Regions from separate parts of the Mus musculus genome. Here region 1 is linked to region 2. Evidence: chromatin contacts called from public HiChIP or PLAC-seq data. All regions are on one chromosome and are shown on one strand. Each heading gives the region's core, a stretch centred on a gene start, on an enhancer-like site or on the middle of the called end of the contact. The rest is flanking DNA. Distances are from core to core; before and after follow the strand shown.

Region 1 (4,694 bases), core at 916-3,415, 47 kb before region 2:
ACAAGTGCTTTGTGGTGGTACCCTGGTCATCTGACCTGGCCATTAGTATTTTTGAATAACCATTGATGTATAAATGCAAGATACAACACAACCAGACCAGTTCTATTAGTCACAAGTAGCCTGTAAGAGTTTCATCCATTGATAAAAGAGATCAAGATAGAAAATTCACACCAGAATCGTACTGTGCATAATTCATAATCTGTTGTGTGTTATTGGGCTTAAGCTGACTTATAGTAAACCACAGTGGGAAGGGAAATTGAATTTTATCCAGAATGAAGATGGTACTTTTAAGGGACCTAACTCTCAGCACTTTTCTCTGGCTGACAGCATCACACAGCCTTGCTTCTTCTCTTGTCTATAAATGAAGCAACATTTTAACAAACCTTTTCTACAGAAAAGAAAGATTGTTCCTGTAAATCAGCATCCCTGGCAGAAAGGACATCAGATAGCATCTGCTACAGGCTAAGGGTTATTGCTGAGTTGTAGGACTAGCGCACCATTAGCCTCCTTTGCAGAATCAAGCATAGGACAGGTTCTTGCTGACCACTGCTTTAGAAGTGACCACCATTTTTCTGTTCTAACATGTGCAATGAATAGATGGACAGCTCTGGCCAAGTTTGCAATATTAAGCCAACACTGACTTCCAGGTGGGAAAACTCTTTGGACTTGATTTCTTTGTTGAGGAAGAACGTGGTGATGCTGCTGCTAAGATCGCTTGACTTTAAGGCAGTCAAGCTTATTCCTGCCTCTCTAGACTTAGAAGGAAACCTGATCCTAAAATTTCATCACAGAATTAACTCATCCATATCCTCAGACCACCCAGAAGATTTCAAAGATCTTCTTAGACCTGGCCATAGGGCTTCACATCAAGAAGACTAGACAACTGACCAAAGACTCTTAGGATAAATCCCGTAACTGCTTCCATGAACTATAATCCACAGAGGGTCCAATTCTCTTATGGGTTTTCTGCCAACAAACCAGACTCAATATCTTACATAAATAAAACATTTATGTAGTGTTTTCTGTTTTCTGGGCCTAATAATCTGTTGTGCTTCAGAAAATCCTATCGATACGATATTCTCATCACAGTACATACAGAAATTCAGAAACTTGGGGTTCATAAATATCACTAATCTTAGTCTCTAATCTAAGACTGTCTTAATAATGATATTATTCATGTGCCACCTCTCCAGGAATTATTTTGCAGATAATATCAAAAGAGTAAAGTGGTCTGGACAAGGTCACTCAGCTAGTCAGTACCACAACTGGAATTATAAAGTATATTTGGTCAGGTTTTAAGCCATGGACTTCCCATGATACCATGGTGCCTTCCACCAATATCCTACTACTAGTTATACCTAAGTATCCCTCCCCTGAGCCTAGGGCCAAATATTCTCCAAGACCCTTTGGTTGATGATCTGGGTCCATACCTAACTCTTTCTGTTTCTTTTCTTTGGAGATGAGGATTCAAAGTCTTTTGTTGCTGGTGGAACACCTGCTGTACATGAACAGAGCCCTTCCAAAGGTAATAGACGCCATCCACTTTATTCTAGAGACTGAAGAGAGTTCTCTCTATTTGTATTTTAGTATGAGAATGTGGTCAATCCATCCCTTTGGTTGCAGTGTTTCTATGCTGCCCTGCTCCTAGAGGGGTTTGCACGAGGCTAAGAGGTTGCTCACCATTCTGTATTCCCCCACCTTCACCCTGGAATAATCACTCTGGAATAATCAGTATGAGCAATGCCTTGTCTCCACACCTGATCCTTGACAAATGTATGCTGTCACTTCTTATTATATTTGTGCATTGTAAAAGCAGCGTGCTCATTGTGTTTTCTCCCACTGCTATGACAAATCTGTCCTTTCCGTGGCAAAGGCATAAAGGGAGCTGAGCGGTCGCTGGAGCGCTATACCTCATAATAAGTACAAATGAAACCCCACTAAGGCGTTCAACGAATGTTACAACCAGCTCAGTTTTTAATAAAGATCTCTCTCAAGCCAAGGGATTTGAAAGAGGAGGTTTAAGAAACAGGATATTTAAGCACTTCAAATTGTTTCCGCAGAAGGCCTTTCTGCATCTCATTGAAGGAGCGAGTCATCTTCCTGTGTGGAGTGTTCTACAGCCGCTGAATAATAAGAAGGGTATTCAGGTCTGGCTGCAGCCACTGTGTATGGGGTGAGGTCTGTGGCACTGCAATTTCCTTCTCAGAAAGCAGAGGCGCTGCCACACGCCCCATCGCACAGGCTCTTCTCCGGGATGCTGAACAACTGGAGTTGCTAAGGGCTCTCTAGCCTTCCAGCCAGTACATCTGTGGCTGTGGCTTACCCCGAACCTGTGCAGGCAAGTTCCTCCTCCAGGAAAGCATCCATCTTTGCAGCATACTCTACTGACTGAAGTCGGTGCCTGTGCTGAGAAAGGTCAATGGTGGCAGGTAGCAATGATGTGTTTGAGACACACTAGGCCTTAACTTAGGTTGTAGCATTAGAAAGGGCAAAAGACATAAGCCAACATAAATCGATTGGTGTCAGGAGCGAGGGTGATCAGCTTCAACATTCTGGGAAGAATACACAGAAAGTGATGAGGCGTGCACATTGTATCTGAAGACGGCTTCTTACTACCTAAACTGAGTAAGACTCCACTTCAAAAAAAGTTAACAAAAGAGAAGGACCCCACAGTCTAGGCCTTAAAATTACCGTGCCCTATAGGGACAGCCTGTCAGGGAGCTATTGGGGGTAGAATTTCTTCCAACCCACACAGCAGTTTCACAAAAAGTAAGTGTCTACAGATGACCTCAATGGTTGGAAGCCCAGGAGGATTTGAACTCATATATTAGACTCTGAAGCCCAGAGACTCCTTAGATTCCTAAAATTCCATTTTATCCCACTAAATTTTGTCAAAAGTCACCTGTGTTCCATACCCTTAGGGAACACTGAATGAAAAAAAATGAAAGGAGAGAAGGAAGTCATCTTAAGATTTGTTATTTTCTGACCAGGCAACCATCAGCAAGCAACATCAACTCCTTGCCTATAAATGCTCAGTTAAAGCACCATTGATGAGCTTGTTAATGGAGGCTCTTCTGTAACCTCTCTGTCACTGGCTGTTAAAAAATACAGTATTCAGTTGTGATTCACTAATTTCATCACCCTAAAACATCTGTACTGGCTGATGCTCCAATGAGAGGTGTTGAGGCAGAGGGATGATTATGTCAGTTCCATACATCAGAACAGTTGTATTTTGATGGGGGAGGTGATATAAAGACCCCAAAAATTGTCACCTGGCAAGATGCCACACAGTCCTTGCCTTCCTTGGCACCGTGAAAATTACAGAGGTACAGATAACCACAGCAGGGCAGCACTTGTTTCAGGACCAGGGGAGAACGGAAGAAATGGTGTTTCAGCCTCAATGTTTTATTGGGAAGCCACAGGAACTTTCTGGAGTTGTCCCTACACGGTCTTTGGGCCTTTTTAGCTGTAGAACATTGTCTAGTAATTTGTCACAGAATCGAGAGTTTGAGAATTCTGAGATCATCCTAATTCCAAGCACTTATTCTATGAGTGGAAACTGAGGGCCTGGAGCGGTGAGGAGGGGGATAAAAAGTTTTGTGAGTCATACCTCCACTCCTCTGCTTCTTGCTGACTCCCACCAGGTATGAGTTACCCTGCTTGTCTTTCTAGCTTTATCCCACCACACCTGCCCACCCTTTCAAGTCTCACTCAGAGTACAAGAACACCGGGACACTACAAATCTCATTCATTGTGGGACTTGTATCCAGAATTCCCCAGAGTGGGGATTGTATTTATCTAGTTGACATATGATGTCTCAGCCATGCTTAAAATATGCTGTGCATGGCTCTTTAATAAAATGTAGTTGCTACAGTTTGATGGTTTCTTCCAAAATCCTTGTGTTAAACACTTGGTCTCTAATGGGACAGTGTTGGGAGATGGTGCCTAATAGGAATGGTTTGGGCTATAGGGGCATTGTCTTTAAGGATGGATTAATGTCATTATCTTGGTAGTGGGTTCATTATTTAATCTGAATTCATTCTACAAGGACAAGTTTGGCCCCATTTTGTTCTCTGTCAACCTCTCTTTGGCTTTCTACCACGAGACAATGCAAAAGAGAAGCCCATGCCAGATACTACCTCCTCTGCCTTGGACTTCTTAGTCTTTAGGATGGTGAACTAATGGATTTTTGCCTGTTATAAATTGCCTAGTCAATGGTACCCTGTTGTGATGGTACATAAAGAACCAAGACAGAAGTCTGTGAACAGCTCCTGACCTGGAATTTAGAAGACTCAGATTCTGATCAGCTTTGCCAATAAGTCACTTTGAGTCACTTTCAGCTGACAATTAACTTCTCTCTCACGTCCTCAGTGGGTCACTTCAGTTCCTAAATGACACAGTTGAGTCCAATCTAAACTCCATGAAGGCACGGGCTTGATTCACTGCCATCTGCCCAGGGCCTCGAGCCAAGCACACACACCAGGAAGAACTCAACATACTTGTTTAACACATGAAATGGCTTCAAAGTGACTAACAGCAAACAGAGGAGTTGATTCAATCAGTTCCAAAAATCTCAAGTTTTTTCTTCCCTTTCATTAGCAAGATGAGTAAAAATCCCAGCTCATCTGGCTCTTAGCAACCGGTGCTCAAAAGCTGTTCTGGTTGGGTGACTGGCCAGCTGTGCGTTCTTCTAT
Region 2 (4,706 bases), core at 1,654-4,153:
ACTCTCCTATTAGTCTCATCAAATGTTTTCTTTGTCTCTGGAATATACTTTCCATTTCCAAAGGTTCAATGTTATCCTTTCTGTATTTTCCATGTGTCTATGTTACTTTTTAAACACACAGGACACAATTAGAATCATTGTTTTAATGTTCTAGCATCAGGACTCTCACATGCCAGTACTGGATGAGTAAGTCCTAAACATAGCAACTCCAACATCTGTGTTATAACTAAACAGATTTCAGTGGAAACAATGTCTTTTCTATGGCCTATATTTTACTTCTTTGGATGCCTATTGGATGCCAGACACTGTAACATTAACTTACTGTAGGCTGGATACTTATTCTTTTATTTCTGCATACTACTTGAAGGTGATAATGAAGTTAAATTACCTAGAACCAGTTTAATCCTTTCAGGTTTTGCTTCTAAGGTTTACTGGGCCGTGCCAAAGCAATGGCCTATCTATCCACAGCTATTCCTACTTAGGCCATATCCTTCATATCGTCTACCCAATGAACGATGAGAATTCCTAGTCTGTTCTGCTTCCCTGCATGGGTTTGGACCTTGAAACATGACTGGATGATGAGGGATTAAAGAGACAGAAATTTAAAAAGAAGAGAAAAATAATAACAAAAAAAACAGATGTGTACACAGAAAAGCTGGGTCAGGTGGGCTGAGCACACTCCGATGGAATGGGACCAACTATACCCAGAGCACAGAGCCCCAGCACAGTTATGTACAGCACAGGGACAGGGCTTAGATAGTCTCTTAGATAGGCGGTCCTGGCAAAGGCACAGCCTCGGGCTGTAAACAGCCTGGAGGAAGACACTGCACTTGTTAGGTTTGCACACTGTAGTCAATTGTTCATAAACTCTCATACTTGGACCACAGGAAGGCTTGCACACTGTAGTCAATTGTTCATAAACTCTCATACTTGGACCACAGGAAGGCTTTGCCATTCCGAGCCTGACCCCAACAGAGATGGCTGCCCCACAAGACTGGGTCTTTGGGTGTTTAACAGGGCTGAACACATCTCAACAATACACACTCACCTGGGATTCCAATCAGGCCTAACACATTCGCTCAAAGTTTCTTCAGTCCTCACACAATGTCTGAGGCAAACAGGCACCATCCCTGGCCCTGCCTGAGTAATGGGTACTGCATTATTCCCTCTGGTAGTTTTACCTGGCTCTTGAGTTAGAGACTGGTGTTTCTATTTTGCATTTCCCGATTAAATCCAACAGGCACCTTTAAGTGCCTATGCTCTGTCAGGCAAGCTGTTAGCATTGATTACTAGATGAGTCCTCTGACAATGCGCAAACAAATAAACACCATGGTTCCAGGTTGCCCTGAAAAGTAAAACACACTATTCAGTTCCTAAAGCACGGGGCCCTCATTTTACAAAATTCTTCTGCCTCTCCTGCCATCACACTCTCAGGCTGAGGTGTGAAGTAAGCTCGTTTTATTGTTTCGTTCACTTATTATGGGGTCCGCATAGATCCAACATAACTCATACATCAAGTGAATGATGTATTGTATTCAAGCTGCTACTGATCGACCAAGGCCGGAGAACATAGAACAGAGTCCGGAGAGTGACTTTTTAGGGGAATTACATAGCATATTTAAAGGATGAAACCATAAAGTAAGGGAGGGCAAGCAGGGTAGGCTGTAGCTTCGGCCAATCATATTTTGACCATAAAGGGTTGAGCATGCGAATTTCCACCAATCAGAATAGGAGCTGGTTCCTGGGCCTGGGAACAAGAACTTAGTTTGACCCTACAGCAAGCTGGAGAGTGTCCTTGAGATGGCTGGACTCAAACTGCTGTCTCCTTACAACTTTCCCTGAGATGACTGGACGCAGACAATTGTCTCCTTCTAAGTTGTCTCTGAGATGGCTGGGCTCAAATAGCTGTCTCCTTACAACAGAAGCTCCCCCAGGGCCTGGGACCTTGAATTTAGTTTACCCCTATGATTAAATGAAGCCTGAAAACGACATGGTAGTACTTAAAAAAAAAAAAAAGAACAAGTTTATTTTGCGGGGCGTGGTGGCGCATGCCTTTAATCCCAGCACTTGGGAGGCAGAGGCAGGTGGATTTCTGAGTTCAAGGCCAGCCTGGTCAACAGAGTGAGTTCCAGAACAGCCAGGGCTATACAGAGAAACCCTATTTCAAAAAATCAAAACAAAACAACAACAAATCAGGTTTATTTTGCTGGTTCCCAATACACTTACCTGTCCAACACAGCTTCTACTACGTGAGACACTGTGCTGAACGCAGGCAGTGTAAGGACTACCAGACAGGTTTTATCCTTAAAGAAGTCACAGTCTGATCGAGAAGACAATGAGTCATGGATTCTAACTGTATGAGAGACAGATTTGAGGGCAGAAAAATGCAGAAGCAAGACTCTGATTTCTTGGAAAACCGTTAAGTTCTTTGCTTCACAGATTCCCAGCAATGATTTGTATGTATATGGCAAACACTCAGGGCAGAGTTTAAAAGATCAATCTACCAAGCTCTCTGTTTGAACAATCACGTCAGTTTTCTGAGTCTATTTACTTATCCATAAAATAAAATCCGTGAAACCTGCATCCATTCCACTGGGTCATTCTAATAATTCACGGTGGCGGGCGGGGCGGGTAGGCGCGCGCGCGCGTGTGTGTGTGTGCGAAAATGAACCAGAGACAATGGATGCCACAAAGCAGGGTCTCTCGCCTGAATGGAAAAAGATCTGCTGTGAGTTAGCCCACGTAAGACGTGAGAGAAGTGAGATAACCCATGCGGTCCTTGGGGAAGCAGCTTTCACGCAGTCTCCTGGTCTTACTCGCCGGAGTTCCCCGGAAGTGCGCCACGCCAAGGCCCCGCCTCCGGCCCTGGGCCCGCCCCCGGTCCCGCCCCGCCGCATCTCGCGGGATCTCGCGAGTACGCCTGCGTCAGGTGCAGTCATGGAGGCGGAGGAGGCGGATGTGGATGTGGAAGGAGATGTTGCGGCGGCTGCACAGCCGGGGTGAGGCGCGGAGCGGGGTCCTGCGGGCCGGGCTGTGCTAGGCAAGGGTCGGAGGATGCGGTTGGCCGAGGGTCCGTGTGGACGGCGTCGGGACCCGGGGTGCTCCCAGCCGGAAGTCGGCCGGGTCCGGGAGTGGACCCGGTGCCCCAGGTTGCACTGTTTATCTCCACTTTCTGGGCTGCGATGGACAGTGTTTAATTCGGATTCCTACCTGCATTCGCGCTGTCTCAGGCGCCTCACAGCATCTTGAACACTGGCGTCTAATTTAGTCCTGCGCCCGCTAGCGACCTGGTCCAGTCGTTTGATTCCTCCTTCTCAGAGCAAGTTGTTGAAAACTTGGGGGAAAGGCAGCTTACCCTAAAGGATCCAGATTTTAGAGTTGGACAAGTCATGTTTGCCTTTTGCTTTTGCTCTTCCTGTTTACTGTCACTCTGACCGTGATCAAGGCATTTGAGGCATTTCCAAGCAAGGCTCCGCTTGCTTGGAAACCAAGAATCACTTGTCGATCTTACTGTTGTAAGCATCGAATGAAATAATTCTGAGAGATGTTTTAGCATATGGAGAATGCTCGGCAGATGTTTTCTTTGCTGTGTTAGGATAATGTAGTGAAGACCCAGTTAGGGGTGTCATGCCAGTGCCTGCAAGGACGGGCAGTGTGATTTTAAACTGAACCTGATTTGACACGTGCCTTTAGGAGGACGCGGTATCCCTCCTTTTAAGTAATGGGGGCCAGATAGGACCTCCTGTAGAAGCCAGGTACATTACTTGTAACTTGTCAGCGACTTCGTTAGAATTCTGCTGAAGTACATACTATTACTAGTACTGCTCCATTTTCAGCCCATATAGTTCATTTGACAGGAGGGCTGCTCCACTGTAGACTGCCAGTCCTCCTCTATAAGGCACCAGAATAAGAAGCATTTTAAAATAGCCAGTGAGTTCTTAAAATGTGATGAAAATGAGGGGTAGTTAACTTCACATAAATATTTTCTCAAAAGTTCAAAAGTTACGTGGATAGCCTGAGATAGCAATAACTCTACACCAGTGTGATATATCAGACTTGAGCAAGTGCTTGTGATGTTTGAGAATCGGTGACCTCAGTGGGCGAGGGCAGTTTGGAGTTCATAAAGGAATTCACCTGGTGTTCAGTGACCGTCACCTGAAAGCATTGGCTCTGTGCCTCTCTCAAGGGTTCGTTTTAACTTTCCTGGTTGTGTTTAGTTTTTCATCCCTTTTTCTTGTACCATTTTCTTGACACTTGAGACTACTGGTGGCATGTTGTAATGTTAACCTCGTATGTTAGGTCTCAAAGGAGAGACAAATGATTACCTGAGGTGCTGTATTACAGTGGAACTGGCCTCCAGGTTCTTAAAGCATCCTTCAGTCTTGCCTGTTGCAGGGTATGGCTGGCATACCCTGCCTCCTACCCTATTTTCTTTAGCCCTGAAGTTAGTCTGCCCTTCCCCCAGCTGCCCTTCTCTATATAATTCAGCCATTTTGGCTATCTGGCCCTTTTGGTCTGTCCTTTACTCTATTGGCCTGTCTCTTGGCCCAGGCAGCCTCTCTCTGTTGCAGCTTCTCTCTGCATTCTCTTTACATGGCCCAGTTCAGGGTCATATTCTCTCTGGATGTTCCCCACCATTGCATATGCTCTCCCTTTTATCTACAATGAACTTTCTTCTCCGCCATACTTAGGAGCAGTCATGTCCT

The links. HiChIP or PLAC-seq counts read pairs in DNA pulled down with a chosen protein or histone mark.
Region 1: a CTCF HiChIP or PLAC-seq map of the NIH/3T3 cell line shows a contact between it and region 2, with 10 read pairs. The contact joins the enhancer-like site here to the promoter of Mysm1 in region 2. A contact is called at or near these places in 1 of 15 datasets of contacts at CTCF or cohesin (the NIH/3T3 cell line), 3 of 115 datasets of contacts at active chromatin or transcription factors (double positive thymocytes and embryonic stem cells) and 1 of 9 other capture datasets (adipose tissue).

Annotation. Positions count from the first base shown.
Region 1 is chr4:95,023,577-95,028,270 of GRCm38.p6, reverse strand. No RefSeq gene overlaps it. Among named protein-coding and RNA genes, the nearest start is that of Jun, 26 kb to the left of the region's middle. Within about 2 kb of position 2,165, at least 38 of the 459 cell types and tissues checked have an H3K27ac peak or open chromatin away from gene starts, as enhancers often do. A contact at or near this core is called in the NIH/3T3 cell line, where this site is marked.
Region 2 is chr4:94,977,297-94,982,002 of GRCm38.p6, reverse strand. Mysm1 (myb-like, SWIRM and MPN domains 1) reads left to right here and starts at 2,903. Exons shown (of 20, transcript NM_177239.3): 1 at 2,903-2,999. The coding sequence starts at 2,938. It overlaps Gm12694 (a long non-coding RNA gene), which reads right to left and starts at 2,882. Exons shown (of 3, transcript XR_867913.3): 1 at 2,227-2,882; 2 at 1,182-1,345.